3 separate regions of the Mus musculus genome follow, and regions 1 and 2 are each linked to region 3. The links are chromatin contacts, called in public capture Hi-C maps. All regions are on one chromosome and are shown on one strand. The core of a region is the stretch at or near the end of the contact, and the rest is flanking DNA. Distances in the headings are between cores, read along the strand shown. Region 1 holds the start of Zc2hc1c (zinc finger, C2HC-type containing 1C). Region 2 holds the start of Pgf (placental growth factor). Region 3 holds the start of Vrtn (vertebrae development associated).

The links. Capture Hi-C pulls out chosen DNA fragments and counts their contacts.
Region 1: a contact with region 3 is called in a capture Hi-C map of embryonic stem cells, with 4 times the contacts expected there. The contact joins the promoter of Zc2hc1c here to the promoter of Vrtn in region 3. A contact is called at or near these places in 12 of 39 promoter capture datasets (the 3T3-L1 cell line, 3T3-L1-derived adipocytes, the C10 cell line and 5 more), 10 of 484 Hi-C or Micro-C datasets (B cells, the G1E-ER4 cell line, the STO cell line and 5 more), 1 of 115 datasets of contacts at active chromatin or transcription factors (stem cell-derived neural progenitor cells) and 1 of 9 other capture datasets (embryonic stem cells).
Region 2: a contact with region 3 is called in a capture Hi-C map of embryonic stem cells, with 2.0 times the contacts expected there. The contact joins the promoter of Pgf here to the promoter of Vrtn in region 3. A contact is called at or near these places in 8 of 39 promoter capture datasets (the 3T3-L1 cell line, embryonic stem cells, fetal liver and 3 more) and 1 of 9 other capture datasets (embryonic stem cells).

The regions. Positions count from the first base shown.
Region 1 is chr12:85,286,296-85,290,161 of GRCm38.p6, reverse strand. Zc2hc1c (zinc finger, C2HC-type containing 1C) reads right to left here and starts at 1,571. Exons shown (of 3, transcript NM_172414.4): 1 at 1,377-1,571; 2 at 1-610. The coding sequence starts at 591. It also overlaps a transcript of Acyp1 not described here.
Region 2 is chr12:85,175,706-85,179,199 of GRCm38.p6, reverse strand. It overlaps Pgf (placental growth factor), which reads left to right and starts at 1,887. Exons shown (of 7, transcript NM_008827.3): 1 at 1,887-2,302; 2 at 3,405-3,444. The coding sequence starts at 2,237.
Region 3 is chr12:84,641,172-84,644,812 of GRCm38.p6, reverse strand. Vrtn (vertebrae development associated) reads right to left here and starts at 1,917. Exons shown (of 2, transcript NM_001033776.2): 1 at 1,869-1,917.

The DNA.
Region 1 (3,866 bases), core at 322-2,821, 650 kb before region 3:
GACCTTCTCTGCCTGCACAGAGGCAAGAAGAGATGAATTCACCCAGCTCCTTAAACCAAAGCTGTTGTCTGAAAACTCACTTGAGTCAGGGAGTCTTGGGTAGCCATTCTGGTCCCCGTCTGCGCCCGCATCACTTGTACTATGTGACTTCCGGTGGACCATGGGTTTCAGTGGGTAAGCCCGATCCACTCCCACTCGTTTCCTCCTAAAGGGAATGAAGTCCTGGTCATTTGCTTTGGGATACCGGGGTGTCGGACTAGACAAGTAAAACAGACCCTTTCCTTGGCCCTGGGCATTGTTCCCTGAGCCTTGCTGCCTGATTCCTGCACTGTGGGGACAGGAGTGCCTCCGGGCTTTTGTGCAGACGTTCCTTTTGGGGCGGGTGGAGACCTCGTCCTCCTGCTCCATTTCTGTGTTGCTCCAAAGCTTCGACTGGAAACTATTCCTCAAATGTCCCATCGAGGGCCGCTGGGAAGAGTCACTTTGTTCGTAAGGGTCGTGCTTAGCTGAGTGGAGTCCAGGAGCTTCTGTTTTATTATGTGGGAACATAACGCCCACAGGCAGATGTGGAGCCAACTGGAGACCAGCCATTCAGTGCCTGGACCGAAGCCTAGGGGAGATTTAAAGCAGATACATGTGAAGAATTTGTCTGAGGTTCACTCCCGGCTGCTAGAGTAAACTGTTTGTCCATTTGCCCTACCCACATTCCCTTTAAACGTTTCTCGGGACTGTGGTGTTGGCTCTGCCAGGACATTCTTTCAATAAGCATTTAGGGAGTGATGGTTATGTGCCAGGCCAGACATTGCTAAGCCCCGAGGACCAAAGAATGGACGTGACACAGGTGTTCTGCCACTGACTTTCCTCCAGGCCTGTAGATGACCTGCTCTACACCATTTATGGAATGGGTGGGAAAAGCTTTAGATAGAAGGTCGTCCGTGACACAAAACAGGCAACCTGCTCTTACCAGCCCCGGGTTCTTGTAAATTGCAGAGGCCGCTCTGAGTCCAGTCCCACGGTTTTACGGGGTGAGAACAGTGGCCTGGCGACAGGGCCTGGCCCAAAGCACTCCCTGGACTTTCCCCTTGCTACAAACTACAAAGAGCACGAGCCACCCGGGCCTGAAGCAGGTGCCCGGCTGTCAAGCCCTCATGCAAAGATGCTCTATGGCTCAAACCGCACCAGGCTTGTAAAGAGAGTGTGTTGGGAGAGGGGGTGACAGACACCTGAGCGCCCCAGCCCGCTTTGGATCCGGAACTCCAGAGTCATGTTCTGTCCCAGAGGGTCAAACGGGAGTCCTTACTGGGACCCGGCCTCTAGGGATAAACTCTCACTCTCCAACCCCTCGGGAGGTCTCAGTATCTCCCCTTTCGGCGTACCTGAGGCGCTCGGGGGCCGCTCCAGCTCAGGGAAAATCCCCAAGACCTAGTTTTCCACACCTGACTAAACCCAACCGCCGTCCACGCAGGCGCTCTCTGTCCACCTCTGTTATCCCGTTGCCTGGAGACCAGAGCACCGCCTCTGGTTGAGAACTTTTAGCTCCAGATGTGCGCAGGCGCAGTCCACAAGCAATCCGAAAGCCGCCGGGGCAGATTGGGTTGGAGGGACGGAGGGAGGTGGTGGAGGGAGTGCGGGGAGGTGGGGAGGGAGGTGGGGAGGGAGGTGGGGAGGGGAGGAGGGAAGGGAGGTGGAGTACGGGTGCAGTCGGGTCACTTGTCGAGGTGCAGCCAACTCCGCAGCTCAGATCAGCGTTTCCCTTGGGGAGGGGTTGGAGAGGTTTTTCTGGGGCTACATCAAAGAAGAACTTGGATTTCTCCGAGAATGAAGCTCCCAGACCTTAGGGTGTGCCCTTGTCTGGAGAAGGGTGGAGCCCCTAGATGGGCTGCGGAATCATCCCGCCCCAGGATTCGGGAGTCTGTCCAGCTAGCGGGAGTGGGACTGCTGATCACCCTTCTGAGTGCGCTCGGCTACTGCGCTCAGGCCCCAGGTAGGGCTATGTAAGAGCTCCAGGCTACATGCTCCGGGCTGTCTTCCCTCGCAATGCTTTGGCGCTTGCTATTATATTAGCTTTACTATTATTTCACTACGTGTTATAGTCCCAGGGTAGTTTCTATGGCCAATCTAATCATTTTGCTATTATAACGTTTCACTCTCACGTGACCGTTACTACTTAGGGCCCAGGAATGACTCAGCCAAAAGTAACAATAATAAAGTTAACAACCAGATCAACAGTAATGAACATAACTTGATTTCAACATTAAATGGTCCTCTGTAACTTTTTGACAACAGAAGAGAGTTTATTTGTCTTCTTCGTGCTTCAGTTCATTTGGATAAGCTGTTTTGGAACAGATAGCTCCGTTTTTCTTGTAACTACACAGAAGATTCGAGCACGTGGGAAATAAAGTAGACAGCAGTCTCGTTAATACAACAGATCAGATGTCAGCTTTTATGCGCTACAAAAAAAAATTCCTTGGTGGACTCTCTAGGGCAGATTGTCAGTCATTCTTTTCATTCCCAGTTGGCTCTTCGGCCTTCTCCACATTGCAGAGGTTTCCCACGGACTAGGACCCTGCCTCAGTCAGCTTCTATGGGTTTTCCCATACATCTTTTCTAACTCGTTTCCATACTCTCCCCCTGAATCTCTAGTGTTCAAGTATACATAACTTCCTTGTGCAAGAAAAGTTCCCCTTCCCATCCCTGGGTCTGTCTCTCTCTGTGTTAGGATCCCACTGGAGTCTCTTCTGTTTTGTTTTGTTTGCTGTTTGTTTTGAGACAGGCTCCCTATTTAGTCTATGGTTAGCACTAGTTAGTCCTCCTGCCTACTTAATCCTCTTGTCTCAGATTCTCCCAGGCTGGGTATAGGCATATAGGCCTTTCCTCCCTCCCCCCCCCCCCCGCCCCCACGCACACGCACACAAGAAAGAGAGAGGAAGAGAGAGAGAGAGAGAGAGGAAGAGAGAAACTCCGAGGTCTATGTGAATATATGCCTTGTGTGTGCAGTGCCTGGGAAGGCCAGAAGATGGCAATGGAACCCCTAGACCTGAAGTCATGACAATTGAGAGCTACCTAACAGGACACCTCAAGTTCTTTTTCTTTCTCTCCTTCTCCGTCTCCTCTCCCTCCTCCCCCTCTCCCTCCCCCTCCTTTATTTTGCTTTGGTTGGCTTCTTTGTTTGTGTTTGTTTTGTGGTTGGTCTGGAGCTCTCTACATACTCCAGGCTAGCCTTGAACTCAAAGAAATTCTCTTGCCTCTGCCTTCAAAGAGCTGGAGTTAGAGATGTGCAGCATGTCCAACACACCTCAGCTGATTGCAAACTCTACACACTTACACAGCTTTTCCTTATCTTTCCTCTTTGTTCTGGCCCCTGTGGTCTGGCTCTCTCTCTCTCTCTCTCTCTCTCTCTCTCTCTCTCACTACGCAGCTAATAGAGTCCTTCTCGGGCAAGCTTCTATTTCTGGAGCCTGTTCACTCAGCAATATTGATCATCCACTCCCTCAAGACTCAGTTCTCACTACTCCTGTGTCCTCTTGGTTTCTTTTTCTCAGTCCTGTTCCATCTATTTAAGGTTTCTGGCATTTATATCTTCTGGCATTTATGCAATAAGTATATTGGAATATACTTAACTCCCTTACTGGCCTTCTAAGTTTAGATATTCCCCTGAGTGCTCCTATTTTTGATGTATATGCAGTTCTGCAGTTCTAAGTAATCTCTTCCTTATGATTTTTATTAGATCTGAAATTTGGGGGCTCACTCTTGTCTAAAATATGCCCTGCTTAGCAATAGTGTCTCTCCAACTATCCGCCTGGCACCTCCTCATGACAGTTCCTTAGGAGCCCTAGATTCAGTGTGATAGACATTGATCATCTCCC
Region 2 (3,494 bases), core at 638-3,137, 530 kb before region 3:
AAGGAAGATGTCACGTGAAATGACGGATGAACAAATGAATGCACACAATGCACACATCCATCTTCAGGTACAATTACAGGCAAATATGCCCAATCCGTGTGTGCTCAAGATAGTCAGGATACCCAAGGTGTATATTACACAGATAATTAAGAATACACACCTGGGCTGGTGATATGGATCAATGGATAGGGGCGCTTGTCCAAACCTGACAACCTGAGTTTGATCTCGGGAACCCACATGGTAGAAGGAGAGAGCCAACATCAGAAGGTAATGTTCTCTGACCACTCCCATCCATACATGCACCATAGCAACACACAAAGTAAAGTTAGTATTAAAAAAATGTTTAAAGGGCACACACTTGTGCCCACATCCACAGATCCATCTAGGAATAGATGCACTTCAATGCCTAGGTGTACACGAGATGCTGTGAGCACGTGTGGATCCTGGCTACCTATCCACAGCATCCTTGGGTCAGCTCACTTTCATCCACATGCACAATGACCCCGCAACCATGCTCTGGAGCCAGGGAGACAATCTGTCTACTGTACAATCCCCAGCATGTTGGAGCTCGTCAGAATGTTCTTTGCAACCCCCGCTTAGCTGGCCAGTGACTGGCCCCTGGCTCCTGGACCTGCAGGCCTCAGGGCCTACCAGACAGAGAGGCAGCATCTCTGGCAGCCCCTTGTGGGTGGGCAGCAGGCCACAGACACAGAGGTCACTGGGGGTGAGAGCCAGGACTGCCCTAGCCTCCCTGCCTCTGAATGGAATGTGATCCAAGAGCCACCTCCCAGGCCCATCTCCTCCCCCACAGCCACCCACCAACTTCTGACTCTGGATGCTGCCAGGTTTTTGCAACCAGCCCACAAGCTGGTCACAGAGGTTTGTTAGAATGGTAGGTGATGAAGAACAACTCAGGAACACAGGAGGTTACCACAAAAGTACAGACATGCATGGCTGCACACAAGTACAAAGAGATACCCAGAGACCCAGATCTGCGACACACAGTGTAACTGGGCACGTTCAGTGGGTGACATATACACACAGCTTCATAGGTATACACAAGTGCCCATGCAGACACCACCTCTCCTCAGCATGTCCTGCTGCTCTAGAACACTTCCTCTTCTGCTTGGGCTCGGGAGGTGATGCCAGGTTAGTCCATTCCCTACCTCTAATAGGCTGGCCTGACCTGACAGGAGGAAGTGGTGGTGGACCTAGGTCTAGCCAGGTGCCCCGAGGTGTTTCCTGTGTACAGCCCACAGCTGGGCTGCCCTGTGCCTGCCTACCAGGTCAGATAGTACATGGAATAGAGGGACGGTTCTGGAGGCACGTAGCTTGTCTTGTCTCTGCCAGATCCCTGTCTACGCAGGCAGATGCCCGCGGGCACACATACACTTTCCTAGTGTGAATATGAACATTGTTCAGCATCTGCAGGTGGTGCCCTCTCATAGGATCGGGTTGTTAGTCTATAAAATGGGGTTAGTAATCCTGTCACCTCTCCTCCCGGGGTTGTGTAGGGATGGCACTGGTCATGAAGGGCCACAGCAAGATGCTGCCTTCTTAGTACTGCACTCCCTGCAGAGGTCACTTAAGTACCCAGCCATCTCCAAGGCAGATGTTGGACGTCCGCACCTGGAGGCTCCAGAAGAGCCAGGTGCAACCTTGGCTGTCGCTGCGGGCTGACCCTGGGGCAAGCTAATGAACGCCTAGCTCCGAGGGGCCAGGAGATCTGCGCCGGCAGCGCCCCTTCAGCGCCCTGCGGGGTCACGCGCACTCAGGTCTCACCGCCAACCGGCTCTCAGCGCTCCCGGGCTGCTCCTGGGGCCTCGAGATAGAAGTGGGCGGGCAGGCTGCAGCCCCGCCCCATACACGGTCTTGAAAACCAGCGGCCGACTAGCTTCAGTTCGTAGGGAAGCTGCAGTCTGAGAAGGAAACCGCATCTTCAGACTTCTGCTCACTCACGAGAGGAGCTAGGGTCATCGGACCCCTAAGATCCTTTCACATCGCTCCGACTCGCCGGAACACTCCTCACCAGTTTCCTCAGCCACAGCCCTACCTGTGAGCTCCGGACTTCCCCGGCTTTCTGTGGATGCTCAGGCAGACTGCAGAGACCTAGCCTAGGACAGCAGTGAGGGGGACACTCCTCTCCTCTCCTCTCCTCTGGTATCAGCGTCTCCCCCAAGGGGGACGAGCATGGTGATTGTGCCTTGAAGGACCTTGGCTCTGGATGTCTGAGAAGATGCTGGTCATGAAGCTGTTCACTTGCTTCTTACAGGTCCTAGCTGGGTTGGCTGTGCATTCCCAGGTAAGGACCTGGCCTGGCTTCCTCTTGACCTTCTCATCCTAGCCGTAGAAACAGGGGCTATGGTCTTTAATTACAGACTCACTTTAGAGAGCAGCTTCTGCTAGGGTGCCCACATATTTCCCAGGGGCTGGGCTGGACCTCAGGGAGGAGACCTCTGGCTGGGCAGTCCCCAATTCCTGGGGGCTGTCTTAGTGGGGGCAGGGAAGCCACAGGGAATGAGGGAGGTTTCCTGTCTAGCCCCTGGAGCCCTAGTGGCTTTGCAAAAAGCATCCGTCCACTAATCCCAGTCAGCTCCCTGGCCCTGTGGTCAGGGTTGTGGCCCCATGACCAACCAGGCGCCCCCAGGACCTCTGACCTGGCCTAGTGGGGAAGGAGCTGACTAAAGAAGCTTGAGGTGGGGAGGTGAGGCCCTTCCCCCACCATTGCTCCAATTGAGCAGAGGGCTCTTGGGTGGGCTTCAGATATGACAAGGGATCCTGCCGTGCCCTTTCCTCCTGGTGGGTGTCAGAAGGTCCTGAGTGCAGGGCCTGGGGAAGTGAGCAGGGCCCTTTTCCCAGGAGCTGGGTGAGTCTGGCAGGGAGCCAGATTGGGCAGCAAAATCCTGACAAAGCCAATGCATTCCCTTCCTGCTGCACTGCCCGCTGCACTGCCCACTGCCCTGGGAGCCCTCAGCCCCAGCCCAGGAGTGGGTGGGTTGTCCAGTCCCCTTGCCGAGCAGCCAGGCCATCCGTCTGCTTGCTGCAGTGTTAGCTCGAGGTGTAACGTTACTGGCAGGCAGCACCAGCTCATGGCGCCGCCTCTTCTCCAGCCCCTGAGCTCCCACCAGCTGATCACCCTCCCCCTGGGCTCTGGCACCCAGCCAAGGCGGGCTGTAGTAGGCCCAGCAGGACTGGCCTGGGGGCTGGGCAGAAGAGAGACCCCACAGGATTACAAGCACTTGGGAACACAAGAAGCCTCCTACCCTTTTCCAAGTGAAGAAACTGAGGCCAGAAAGTCAGGTGGTTTTTAGCAGAGGATGGGGGAGGAGCTTGGGGTGGGCTCAAAGAGCCGAGCCCCAAGAATATGCCCCCTCCTTATAGCTCCACCTTTGTGTCCACCGCAGGGGGCCCTGTCTGCTGGGAACAACTCAACAGAAGTGGAAGGTAAGCCAGCCAGGCCAGCTCTGCAAGCTGAGCCCCCTCTCTTCTTTCCT
Region 3 (3,641 bases), core at 668-3,167:
CCAGACCTGATGGTCCGAGTTCAATTTCCAGGACCCACATGACAGAAAGAGAAAACAGACTCTGGGAACTGTCATCTGACCACTACATATGTGCTAAGACATGTATGCCCACTACATACAAAATAAATATAAAATTTTTTTTAATGAGTCCTGGGCTCGGTGGTTAAGATGTCCCAGGTACACATCCTAGTACCCACATGGCAGCACCTAACCTCCATAATCCCAGTTTCGGAGAATCCAACCCTCTGCCAACCTCCACCGGGCACCAGGCATGAATGTGGTACACAGACATATATTCAAGTAAAACACTCATACACATAAAATAAGTAATAAATAAGCGAGTCTCTGATTTTAAAAGGGAGTGTAAGGGGCTGCTGGGCGGGAGCTTGCCTAGCATGCAAGAAGCCCTGGATTCCATTTCTACCAGCACATAAACACGTGTGGCGGTGAATGCCTGTAATTCCAGAACAGGAAACCCCACACTCACCTATAATTTCAGCACATGAGAAGTGGAGGCAGGAGGATCAATGTCCAAGATATGTGAAGTTGGTCTGGATACTTCAGACCCGGTCTCCAAATGAAACAGGCTGGCACTACCGATAGCCCCAATTCACAGGTGGAGAAACTGAGGCATTTGGCAGCACCCTAATTTGTTCAAGGTATCACAAATGAGCTAGCTAGCCAGCCTCCCCTCCAACACAGGCCAATCTGCCTAACTCCAGTAACTGCCAAGCAGAGGCACTCCTTTGAGAAGAGCTTTTGAAATTAGAAAAGAGAATATTTTCTTCTTTGGCTTCTCAGACCTGGTCCTCAGAGCTTAACACATTGTTTTAATTTGCCCCCCATTTTAAAAATGAGTTTTCATATAAGTGCTTAAGTTTAACAAGCTGTATGCTTAAAAGAAATGCACTCGAATGTGAATTGTGGTTGGGTCAAGGTGAGGAGGAAAAGAATTTTAAAGCGCTGAAGGAACCGCCAGAATTTTACCTGACAGCAAGAACATAGAGCCTTTCCAATAGTGATAATCAGAAGCATCCTTGGGTAACATTCTAAGCTCTAAAGATCTTCAAAGTGTGTACATACTAAGGGAAAAAAAAATACAGCACAGTGGTGGCGGCACATGTATGCCTTTAATCCCAGTCGAGGCAGGAGAATTTGAGTTCCAAGCCAGCCAGGGCTACACAGAGAAACCCCGGACTCAAAAAGCCAAAAACCAAAACTGAACCCCCAAAACCAAGCTCTAAAGACAAAGAGTTCCTCGCTGTCACATATATTCCAAGAAAGGGGATAATATTCCTTCTGTTTCCTTCCATGATGTCACTTTCTTAAGTGGTGTTACACAGCTGCACGCAGACGAGCATTTTGAGATACTTTGCAAACAAAATTAGGAAAATAGCTGCCACTTACCGACTCTGCACTAACCCATTTAACCAAAGTCTCAGAAAGAACAATTTAAACTGTGCGCGTGACTCTTCCTGCCTCCACTCCTGAGTGCCTGCTCAGAAGTGCAGCGTCCCCCCTCGCCCGCCCCCCCCCCGCCCCCGTGATCACAAGTGGGCTTTTGTGGGGGTGGACATTTGATTTCAGGTTTTCTCTGAGGTAATTTTATTACTCTGCGGGTCTCACCTTCCCTCCGCAGCTCTGTCACACCTACCCGGATCAATATTCCTGGCTCACACCTGGAGAAGGAGGCGGCTCAGCAGGAGTTAAGAAAGCACAGCTATTAAAAGCTGCCAAACCTTAGGCGCCGAACCACTGCAGTCCTCCGAGGCGTTTGTTTAAATGATCCAGAGAATCTGACATTTTGAGATACACCTAGTCACTTTGTAGACAAGGAAACGGAGGTAGAGAGAATAAAGCTGACTTGCCTGAATTCCTCCAGTGTCCAACACAGCGTCGGATGCAACACACTTCCAGCACACAGACCTTAGCCCCTCCCCACCCTACCCGGGCCTACTGTCCTACCTCATCTTCCCTGGCCTAGTCACATCCAACTCCACCCTATTTCTTTCCTCCTTTCTTTCCCCCCAAAAGGAGATGTTAGTAGGTAAAAACCCCACTTCTGGCCTCCTCAAAACGCTCGCCGAGAGCAGCCTGCTATCTCAGCGCTTGCGAGGCTATCGAGTTCAAGTCCAGCCTACGCTATATAGGAAGAGGCTGTTTCTAAAATAAAATTAAAAAGTAGCTTCAAAAGAAAACCTAAACTCGCACCATCCCTCAGCCAGGCTGGACCACTCGAAGGCAGCCAGTGTGGAAAAGGCAGGCGGCTGCAGGAGGAAGCCCTTAAGTAGATAATCGGTGATGGAGTTCAGCTGCGGCGCTTTGGTTAAAGGTGCCCTTCATGAAAGGCACTCAGGGCCAGAGTAGCTACTCCCAGGTGCACCGAAGAAGGAATGAGTCCAGTGTATGGCTGGCCTCCCCGAACCCCCCACATAGCTGCTGGAAAGGGTCTGTAAAAGTACTAAACCAATGAGGCGCACCCTCCCTCGCCCCCCTACCCCCGCGATACAAACTTCAAGTTGGAGGGGAGGGAGCAAAGCCGGGGCATCAGTTTCTAAACGTGTTAGCGCCTGGAAAGGACTCCGGACTCTCATAGGATACGTGGATGGGAAAAGCACTCTCACCTTTACTCGGGCTAGCTTCCCTGTCGCATGAGCTCCCCATTTGCAAATAGATGGAGCTTCAGAGCCGGGTTCCAGCCTCCAGCCCCCGTATTTTAGGAGGGGTAAATCAGGGCTCTGTATGGGACCCGGAAGGGAAAGGCTGGAGGGCCTGCCTGTAGAACAAATTCATTCCCTACCAATTGTAACCTGGGCTCCAAGGAACCCGACTGGAATCCAGTGCTCTCTGGAGACCTCCCCCACTCTCCCTGTCCCTCTCAAAGCACATTGCAGTCTCTGTAATCTACTGCACCCACAAGTATGTGGGCCACGTGGTTAAGGCTCAATAAGGCAGTAGAGTTTGATCTACCACAACCAACCTGGACAGCCAGCTAACTCTTCAGCCAGCCTCGCTCCAATCACCGGGGCACACCGGCTTGGCTGCCCAGGCTGCATGACCAAGGGACTGCCAGCCATCTTGGTTCCCTCCCCTGTGTCCTGGAGACCCAACTAGGCATAGGAGGACACTGTAGAGAATCACTGGCAGGTCTTTAGATGCTAACTTCCCAACAAAACTCCCACAACCAAGTGAGCGCTAACGGGTGCACCTGAGGCCATCAAACTAAGAGCCTCCTCCGGGGTTACCCCAAGTTCAGTCGCTTGACTGGACCCTATGTCTCTGAAAGGGACGGAAAAGAGTGAGGGCTACCAGTCACCCTTGGGGGGTGCCAGGAGACGGTGGGTGGTAGAGAGCTGGCCCACCTGGAGCTGCAGAAGTCAGGGACCTAACCTGAGAAGATCTTTGTGGTCTGGGGAGGAGCTTGAGGCTATACCATTGTGCTTGCCGGGTGGGGAGGGAAGACAGGATAGTCGGTGGGGGTGGGGAAAGGGCTGGAGGTGTGGGGGTAGGGAGAACCTAAGACAATGCCTGGCGTCCCTGTCCCTACACTTCCGTAGCATCTTAGACCTAACTAATCCCTTAGGATCCTGAAGTCAACCCCTAGGTGACTAGAGCATCAAGCTGAATGAAGCACCGACCCC